Linked DNA regions of Gossypium hirsutum: region 2 is linked to region 1. Evidence: chromatin contacts called from public Hi-C data. All regions are on one chromosome and are shown on one strand. Each heading gives the region's core, a stretch centred on a gene start, on an enhancer-like site or on the middle of the called end of the contact. The rest is flanking DNA. Distances are from core to core; before and after follow the strand shown.

Region 1 (4,571 bases), core at 867-3,366:
CTGAAGCACAAAATCGATGCTTAATAGACAAAACTTTCATTGGCGTCGTTCTGAAGATTTTGCGCCTAATTTTTTTACGAAGTTCTGTCAAATTTATGTTCTAGTTAAAAACCAGTCTCGCTGTGTTCCCCGATAAAAAAGCAACACCGTTCTCGGTGTTACGGACCTCACCATCATAGTAAATAACAGCACTAATACGTTCACTCATTTTCAATTTCTTTTCTTCTTAGCCTCTCTAATTTTTTTGTTGTAAGTTATGCAACCTGAGAATAAATTTTGGCTCATTTATAGCCTCATTTTTCTACGAACTACTGTAGCAAAATAGCGTCCACGTCGGAGCTTTTTCCAGAAATTTTGCTGACAGTGCATCCTGCTTGAAACTTCGGCACTATTTGTTCAGAAATGTCTACTCAGAATTATTTTTCTACGAACTACTGTAGCAAAAGAGCGTCCACGTGAGAGCTTTTTCCAGAAATTTTGCTGACAGTGCATCTTGCTTGAAGCATTTTCGGCGCTATTTGTTGAGAAACGTCTACTCAGAATTATTTTTCAACGAACTACTGTAGCAAAAGAGCATCCACGTGGGAGCTTTTTCTAGAAATTTTGCTGACAGTGCATCCTGCTTGAAGCGTTTTCGGCACTATTTGTTTAGAAACGTCTACTCAAAATTATTTTTCTAAGAACTACTGTAGCAAAAGAGCGTCCACGTAGGAGCTTTTTTCGAAAATTTTGCTGACAGTGCATCCTGCTTGAAGCGTTTTCTGACACTATTTTTCCAGAAATGTCTGCTTAGAATTATTCTTGCAAAAACCCTAAACCTTAAAACCTATGACAAAAAAATTTATATTGCTTATATGTTTTTTCTAATACCCTAAACACAAATTTATTTTAAAAAACTAAACCCTAATCCCTAATTTAATGAATTAACCCTAATACACTCTAATTTAGTATTTAGTATTTAAAGTTAATAGTTAATTTAATGAATTAATCTTTAAACCCTAAATCCTAATTCAATTATTTTTTTCTCAAAACCCTAAATTTAACATAGCGCAAGTATGTATATTTGCTGCAATCATATTATCTTTGAGAATTTTTTTCTTGTATGTATCAATTAACCCTAAATTTAATCAATTAACCCTAAACCCTAAATCAATCCATAATTTAATCAATTAACCCTAATACCCTAAACTCTATTTTAATATTTAGTATTTAAAATTAATAGTTAATTTATACCCCAATTCAATTAATTTTTTTTCCTAAAACCCTTAAACCTTAAAACTCAAAAAAACCTAAACCCTTACAAAACCCTAACCTTAAACTATAAAAACCCTAACCCTAAATCAATTAAATAATAAAACCCTAACCCTAAAAAAAGGCAAAACTCTTCCCTAGGGGAGCGCTTTGTCCACGTCAACAAAGCGCACCCTCAAGTACGCGCTTTTTGCTGATGTGGACAAAGCGCTTCCCCAGGGAAGCGTTTTGTTGACATGTACTCTGAAATCGCGCTTACGTGGACGCGTTTTCGTGGAAAACAGCCTAATCCGGTAAATAACGCAATAAACGGCCCATTTCCGTAATTATATTATTTAAAGGGCATTTTTGGGTAAAACACCCATTATTTTTAATATTAAATTTATTTAACATTTAAAAAGTATATACTACTTTTTATAAATAAAAATTAAGTATTACCTACTTTTGAAGACTATTTATCTTTACGATTATTTTGAGATTTTTTTTATATTATTCATATCTGTGTTTGGAATTTTTGTGATTACTCCTCTCAACAATGTTATTTTTAAAGTTCAAACGTAGATTCTCCCCTTACAAGTATAATTTATCTTATCATTGCACCTAACCATTTATTAATTATTTTCAAACTTTTTTTTATATATTTAATATATTCATTTTACAATTCATATTTAAGATTTATGCTTATCTCTCCCAACAATATCATCGCTAAAATTAGAAGCTATATCTTTTCTTTGAAAATACAAATTACCTAACAATTGCAATCATCCTCTTATTAATTATTTTCAAGTTTATTTTCGTACTTTGAATTAAAACTCGAAATTGAAGATAATACCCATTTTCTTGTATACTTCGGCTTAAAACATTCGGAAGCATTAATATATCCCCGCCCCCGCCCCCGCCCTCGCCAACCCCCCTTCGTCCGCTACTCAAAGCAGGACGATTTTCACCCACTCATTCCATCAATCATAACACCCCTTTCTCTCTCTCTCTCTTCCTTTCCTTTCTTTGCCGTTCTTTCCATTTCCTTCCCACCATATTTACTTCACTACTTTCTTCCTAATTTCTCTCTCCCGATTGGACTGGACTTGTCATATCATATTTTTTGTACACTTCTCAAATCCCTCTGTCTCCTATAATTGATTCATATAAAATACAAGCAATACCCAATAATTTTCTTGTTCTTTGTCGTCCTACCATCTTCCCTTTCTTGTTACTATTCTTCTCCTCTTCAACCTTGATCCATTTATGCTACTCTTTCTTTTTCTTTTCCTTCATTTGTTGTTGAGGAACATTATATAGTTAGGAGAAAAAAGGTATTGAGAAACCAAAAGAGAGGGGAAAAAATGTCAATGGGCTTGACATCTGAACGTGTTTGGTATGTTCACTGCAACTTCTGCAACACCATTTTAGCGGTACTGCACTGAATTCCATTACAATATATTTCTTTCTTTCTTCACCTCTCAACGTGTTTGTTATGTTCACTTTATTTATTTATTTTAAATGTCTTTCCTTTCTGTAAAAGTGAGTTGAATTTGCCATGACTGGCTTGTTTCTGTTTGTTGAAATAGTTTTCGTTATTTTCTCGAAGAACAAAGTGGGAGATTTTTCTTGATTTAACCTGGAAAATGCCCCAAAAAATCCACGTTACCTACATGATTCATGGTTGATGGATCGTGAGATTTTTCTTGATTTTAACTTGGAAAATGACTAAAAGCAACGATCTAGAATTCCCATCTAAAACAAGCACAAGTGTTGTATTCGGAGCGAAGTGAAAGCATTCTGGACGGCCCTTTCAAAGTTTGATCTCTCATGAGCAAGTAAATGAAAGCTTGGGCAAGTGAGTGATAAAACTTTCCCGAGATAGCTACAGGTAGGCTAGGCCTAGGGTTCTTCCAGGTCAATGTACAAGTCAAAAAATTGACGAGTTTCTTTCATTTTCTGCATTTCAACCTCATGGTTATGGTATTTCATGTCCGATTTACTAGAGTCATCTCTAAATGCAAGTTCATGTTTATGTTTTCTGGTCAAAGCTGGAAATTAAAATAATGGTTTTTCAAAGATCTTTTCCTCTTTAAGGCAGTGTTGCTTTTGTTTTCTAACCAAGCACTGGAACAACGCACTTTATTTATGATCGATATTCGATGATATCATCATCAACTTCTTTATTATATAATCGGTTGCATAGGTTGGGGTCGGTCTGACCTTTTAAGTACAAAAAGGGTTTTTTTCTTTCCTTACACAAAGAGGTTGTGGAGAGAGAGCTTGGCCAAGAGAGAAATCATGGGGTACCCCTAAACTATTTTTTTCTTCATTCATATATAAACATGCCTCTGTTAAGCAAAACCCTTTTGAAAACCAACAAAAAATACATTTAAAATACAATCTAGTCACGTTCTTTTCATCTTTCTCTTTCTCTCACGTCAATCAGGGCTTGTACATATGCGCGTGTGTGTGTTTTTCCTATCTTTTATAATCTTGGTTGCGGTGTCAGGCGCACCGAAAGGAAAGCAGATATTGGAAGAAGTCCTTTAAAGTTAATAGTTATAATTATTTGCCCATGTAATTTGGCATCTGATATAAAAGAGACCCACATTAAAATTTGAAAGGATTAGTTCATGAATGCTTTCGCTTCTGTTTCTCCTTGCGTCAAACTGATTTGGCAGGGCTTGGGATGTTCCAAGTTTCTATATTATGAAACTTCAGTGTTTTGGGGGTATTCTGGGTCTGTATATGGCAGATCTGAAGACTGTATGTGGGAATTTTGGAATCTAAATAGATATGAGGCTTGGATTTCTTGCTTAGGGTTTGGAATTGTTTTAAACAGCTTTGAATGACCAAAAGAGAAAGATAGGGTTGATGGCATGCTGTGCTGACAAAGCTTAAAAGTTTCAGACATGGTTGCATTTTGAGCAGGTGTCACGACATTAATAACCATTAACAATTCCGAAATGGTAACCTTTGCAGGTTAGTGTTCCATGCAACAGTGCGTTCAACATCGTGACTGTTAGATGTGGGCATTGTGCTAATCTGCTGTCTGTAAATATGGGAACTTCACTTCAAACAGTTCCCAGTCAAGATGCTCAGGTAATTTCAGCTTCTTTTTTGGTGCTCCCCCCCCCCCGGTTTTTCGGGACATTCTTATCACTTCCTCAAATATTAATTAAATAAAATAATAATTTAACAAAGAATGTTAGTAGTAAGACAAGGAATAATATATAATATTACACTTTCCCTTTGAGTGACCAAAGGTTCCAAAGCATATTATTTTATGGGTTCATAAGATAGGATATGAGTCAATCATTGTTTGTTTCAGATGATTT
Region 2 (4,571 bases), core at 1,255-3,754, 72 kb after region 1:
TTTTTGGCATGTTAGCGGGGGAAAATGTTAGCCTACGGGTTAGGCACTTAGTGCCAAGGCGTGTTATTGGTTGGATTGGCTCGTATGAGTGTTTGGCGTGTTTCCAGATGGTTAACTGTGTACTCATATCCATATATTGTTCATTGACAACATTCTAGTGAAAACAGATTATTATTTGAATTGTGGTGTCAATAATGGTTAGGCACCTAAGTTGATTGTTTGGCATGCTTTGAGTGTTTTTGAATGTGTTTTGAGAGCTTGTATGAATGTGCTTTTGGTATGTTTAGGTACATAAGCATTTGGGAGTGAAAATGACAAGTTTTGGTTTGAATTTGGATGCACACGACTTGGGACACGAACTGTCACGAGGCCGTGTGTCCTTGTGCCTTATTTGTATTCAATATAGGTTGGTTCACACGGGCACAGAGAGTTACACAGCCTGGCGACACTACCATGTGACCTTATATTACATGGATACAGTTAGTTACACGGTCAGCGAACACGAGCATGTGAAGTAGCCACACGACCATGTCTTAAGCCACACGATTTGGGCTCTATCACACGGCCATGTGCCCCCTGTTTTGAAATTTTTCATATTTTCACTAAATCTTCTGATTTGTTTCTAATTGGTCCCTGATTATTTCTAAACTATTTTTAAGGCCTCGTAGACCTGATTTTAGGCCAATGAGTGTATGTTTCACTTTAAATTACATGACAATATAAATGATGACAATTAATTAGAAAACTTGATGCTATTTGATAATAGATGTTCTGCTTTGTATTGTAATACTCCGTAACCCTACTCCGACAACGAAGACAGGTTAGAGGTGTTACAAAGCATCTGTAAAGATTGTTTTGTTTTCCATATTGACTAAAGTTTATTTGACATAGCATGGTACGAAATCCTCCGACCAAGGAGCTTCACAATCACAATCTTGGACATTCGTTATGCAATAAAATCATGAACCCGTTCAGAAAACTTAATCGAAGGTATCCCATCAACCACTTCCTTCACAGCATTGCCTTCATTTAAGATGAAATCCTCATCCTTTTGCAACAAGCTAATATCGCCAAAGGTACCTAACAACCTGTCTTTCCATGACACAGTGGTTTTCTGACCTAAGCCAATTGACATCCCCGCTCCATCCACAATAGGATCATCAAGATCCAGAGGTTCATTCGACCTCTTCCAGATCTTCTTCATTGCTCGTCCTAAGGCTCCATCGACAGTCAACACCCCATCAACCATTTTTCCTTAAAACTTTTATTATTAATTTTACACTTTTTAATTTTAGAAATAAAATTAGTGGTTGCACTTTATTATAACCTCAATAGTTATTTACTTGTAATTCTTTTATATACCAAAATATAATAAGAAAAAAAAATAATATCTTCAATATAATATCTCAATTATCATGATAAAACTTTATTCTCTCAATTTTTTTTAATTTAATAATACTTTTCCTATTTTGTTCGAGTGTTGAGATTTACTAAACATTCCAGACGAACAATAATTGAGAAAAATTGGAACCAAAGTTCACCGACTTAATTAAATGACAATAACTCAATCCAATTATGTCACGTGACAATGTTTCAAATTGGACCGCTTCAATGTAGTTGATGTTAATAAAACATTGACATGTCATGATTAGGGCAAGCAACTATCTGAACCTATTGACATGAATCATGACTAATAAGTCAAAAACAACTTTATTTGTTTAAAGCTTCTAGATTTGAAGGGGAGAGAATGGTTGTGAGAATAAGAGTGAAGATGAGGCTTGAGATTTTGTGGTTCCACTTCTAGTGCTATAAAATATAATTCCCCAGTTTCAAGTTCACTGTTCAAATGCCATAAAATGTACTTTCCGAGCTTTGATACTTATCTCACTATTTTCAAGAAAAGATATATAGCTTATCGTATATTTTAAGAACACATATCTTGCGGCAACCGTAAATCTAGAAGAGCCTGGCCTTGATCTTAAAAAATAATAAATTGCAGTTTAAATCCTTATAAAATTATAAATTAATATAACGGTATAATTAAATTTTTACCCCAAAAATTTTATTTCAATTTTATTCCCTATAATGATTTTCTAACTTTGCTCTGTCTAGCGGATTTAAATTCAAACGCCAAATGTTGAAAAAACACCCATAAAAAAGATTGTACCATAAAAGTTCCAAATTCCTTTTTCTTTTTTTCTTTTTTTGCATGTTCGTTTAATTTTTGCCCATCTTCTCTTTAAACAAATGTTAATAGATATAAAAGACAACTGATAATAAGCAATCATTGATACAAAGTAAAGGTTGAAAGTTGAAACTGAATTTCTATGGGGGAGAAAAACCAATTTGGCTAAAGTGAATGAGAAATGGGAACCACATAGGAGGTGAGGTGAGGGAGAATTGGTCCTGCAGTTACCGAGCTCATGGTACCATGTTAATACAATTATGATTGAAGTCAAGTCACATCCTGCACAAAAAAGGAAAAGAGAGGAGATAAGGTCCACTATACTACTAAAACTCAGTAGGGAAAAAAGGTAATGTAACATCTCCACCTTATCCTATGTATATATCTAATCTTTTGTCATTTTCCTTAATTCTTTTTTTATTAATCGAGAATTTACTTAGATGACAGGCATCCACAAAGTGAATCTGAACTTAAGCATGCAGGTAGGCAAGGAGATATTGAAACAGTTTAGTCGTGAATTGGCTATCAATCAGTTTAATTCAGTGGTCAATCACCAGTTATACAATTACAGTAAAAGAATTAGAGTCCCTAATTAACAACCTTTGGAAACAAAATATGATAACATAAAAGCTAGTGGTTATAGGTATAAAACAGTTTTGTTAGTAAACAAGCTTTCTAATTCTACCACTAAAAAGTTCCACACACCACACCTTGAGTTTATAAAAGATTTAAAATTACAATTTATCATAAACTTTGAAAATAACATTATTAAAAAAAAAACAACCATGAACCCCATGACATGGACCATTAAAAAAATAATATCACCATGACAAGGCCTACAATAGGTAGGAGAAAAAAAAAGCAGTACCTAAATTGTATATCTTTATAACAAAATAGGTAATTGTTTCGACAGAGTGGAAAATATCTCTCAAGAGAAACAAGAAAATGGAAAATAAAATATATCCCATTATTATGAATAAATTTGATTTACTTTGGATTACTCCGAATCATAATACCAAACTCAGATTTGTATTCATATAAAAACAAGTTCACTATAAAAAGAAATCAGTAATGATTGAGATTGGCATTTCAGAGTTAAGCAAAAGTAGCGCAAATATGAAGAGAATCTTTAGATATAATAATAAGCCATAATAATAGGCTTGAAAAAGAATGGCAATCAACCATTACAAAGGGCAGCAGCTAATGCTAAATGCATCAGATGATCTACATGGACAAAATCAGGGCAACCAACCAAAGGGAATGGCAAAAATCACAACCTTCTCCCAACTATACTGTGTATACATAAATTCACTAATAATCAAAATCTTGTTTATGTACTGACAAATTACACAGGCAACTTGCCCCCATTTACGTTTTGATTGAAGATTGAACCAACCAACCAACCTCGATTTAAAGACGGAAAGTAGTAGCAAAAACCTCAGCGGATCGTAATTGTCATTTGCAGATGCACACTTTGATTACGTAAAAGGAAGTAGTCCTTTGAATCGACACTAGCGAAAGAATTACATTTATCCAACAAATCAACAAGCAAAGGTCACAGATGCCATTTCAGTGCTAACTTGTTGCCTCACATTGTCATTTGCTTTTAGTTCATGTAGAGTGCCACTCTTTTGTGCAATGTCACCAAAGGGAGGTAAAATCTAAAATAGTCCCTAATTGTATATTTTAACAGGCTTCTCAAAGGTGTGCCGGTTCTGCAAAGAAGCGTGATGTTATTAGAGTCTACTATTCCAGGCATCTCCAAAGGCCAGTCATTTTCATGGACTTGGAAAAAGCAGATATATTAATCGCAGTCTTAAAGAATATCTTTATCCTTAGGGTATGTTTGTTATCAACTGATTTCTGCTGAAACTTTGGGAATACTTTATGGTTATTACCTGATTAGCAGCATAAGCTCTTTTCGGAGCATTGTCAGAGTGCTCCAGCCCAAGATACTGCTCCCAAGCACCATAAACATCTCGTCTCTGAGTATATGTATAGTAAAACCAAAATTAGAGTAACATCCTAATGAAACTTGGAAAATTTTTCGAATATCTATAAGCAAAACAATGTGCACACCTGAAAACGACTAGATACAATATCAGAATCTTGAAGGTACTCTGGCCGGCCAAGTGAGAGGAATGCAAACTTCCACTGAAAAAACAAATAGGATTCATATAAATAAAACGGAGAATACATAACTGAAAAGGAAAAACTAGTTAAAAAGAAATATTAACAGAGGATACATCACCATCAGAGTTCCTACTATACATCAATTCAAATTCAAAAAGAGGAGAGAGAAAAGGGGTTGAACACACTAAGAATTAGGGTAAACCAGTGAGCACAAGTTCACTTAGGATTCAGGAAGTACAACAAACCTTAGCAA

Evidence for each region. Hi-C and Micro-C count contacts between places; a contact is called where the count stands out from the background.
Region 2: a Hi-C map of petal shows a contact between it and region 1, with 2.6 times the contacts expected there. The contact joins the enhancer-like site here to the promoter of LOC107953140 in region 1. A contact is called at or near these places in 10 of 34 Hi-C or Micro-C datasets (callus, hypocotyl, leaf and 2 more).

What each region holds. Positions count from the first base shown.
Region 1 is chrA07:21,914,942-21,919,512 of Gossypium_hirsutum_v2.1, forward strand. LOC107953140 (putative axial regulator YABBY 2) reads left to right here and starts at 2,117. Exons shown (of 6, transcript XM_016888374.2): 1 at 2,117-2,663; 2 at 4,216-4,335. The coding sequence starts at 2,595.
Region 2 is chrA07:21,986,342-21,990,912 of Gossypium_hirsutum_v2.1, forward strand. It overlaps LOC107953139 (ubiquitin C-terminal hydrolase 13), which reads right to left. Exons shown (of 32, transcript XM_041117764.1): 29 at 4,564-4,571; 30 at 4,265-4,339; 31 at 4,084-4,170; 32 at 2,165-2,467. The coding sequence ends at 2,456. Among protein-coding and RNA genes, the nearest start is that of LOC107953139, 15 kb to the right of the region's middle. Within about 2 kb of position 2,505, at least 2 of the 9 cell types and tissues checked have an H3K27ac peak or open chromatin away from gene starts, as enhancers often do. A contact at or near this core is called in leaf, where this site is marked.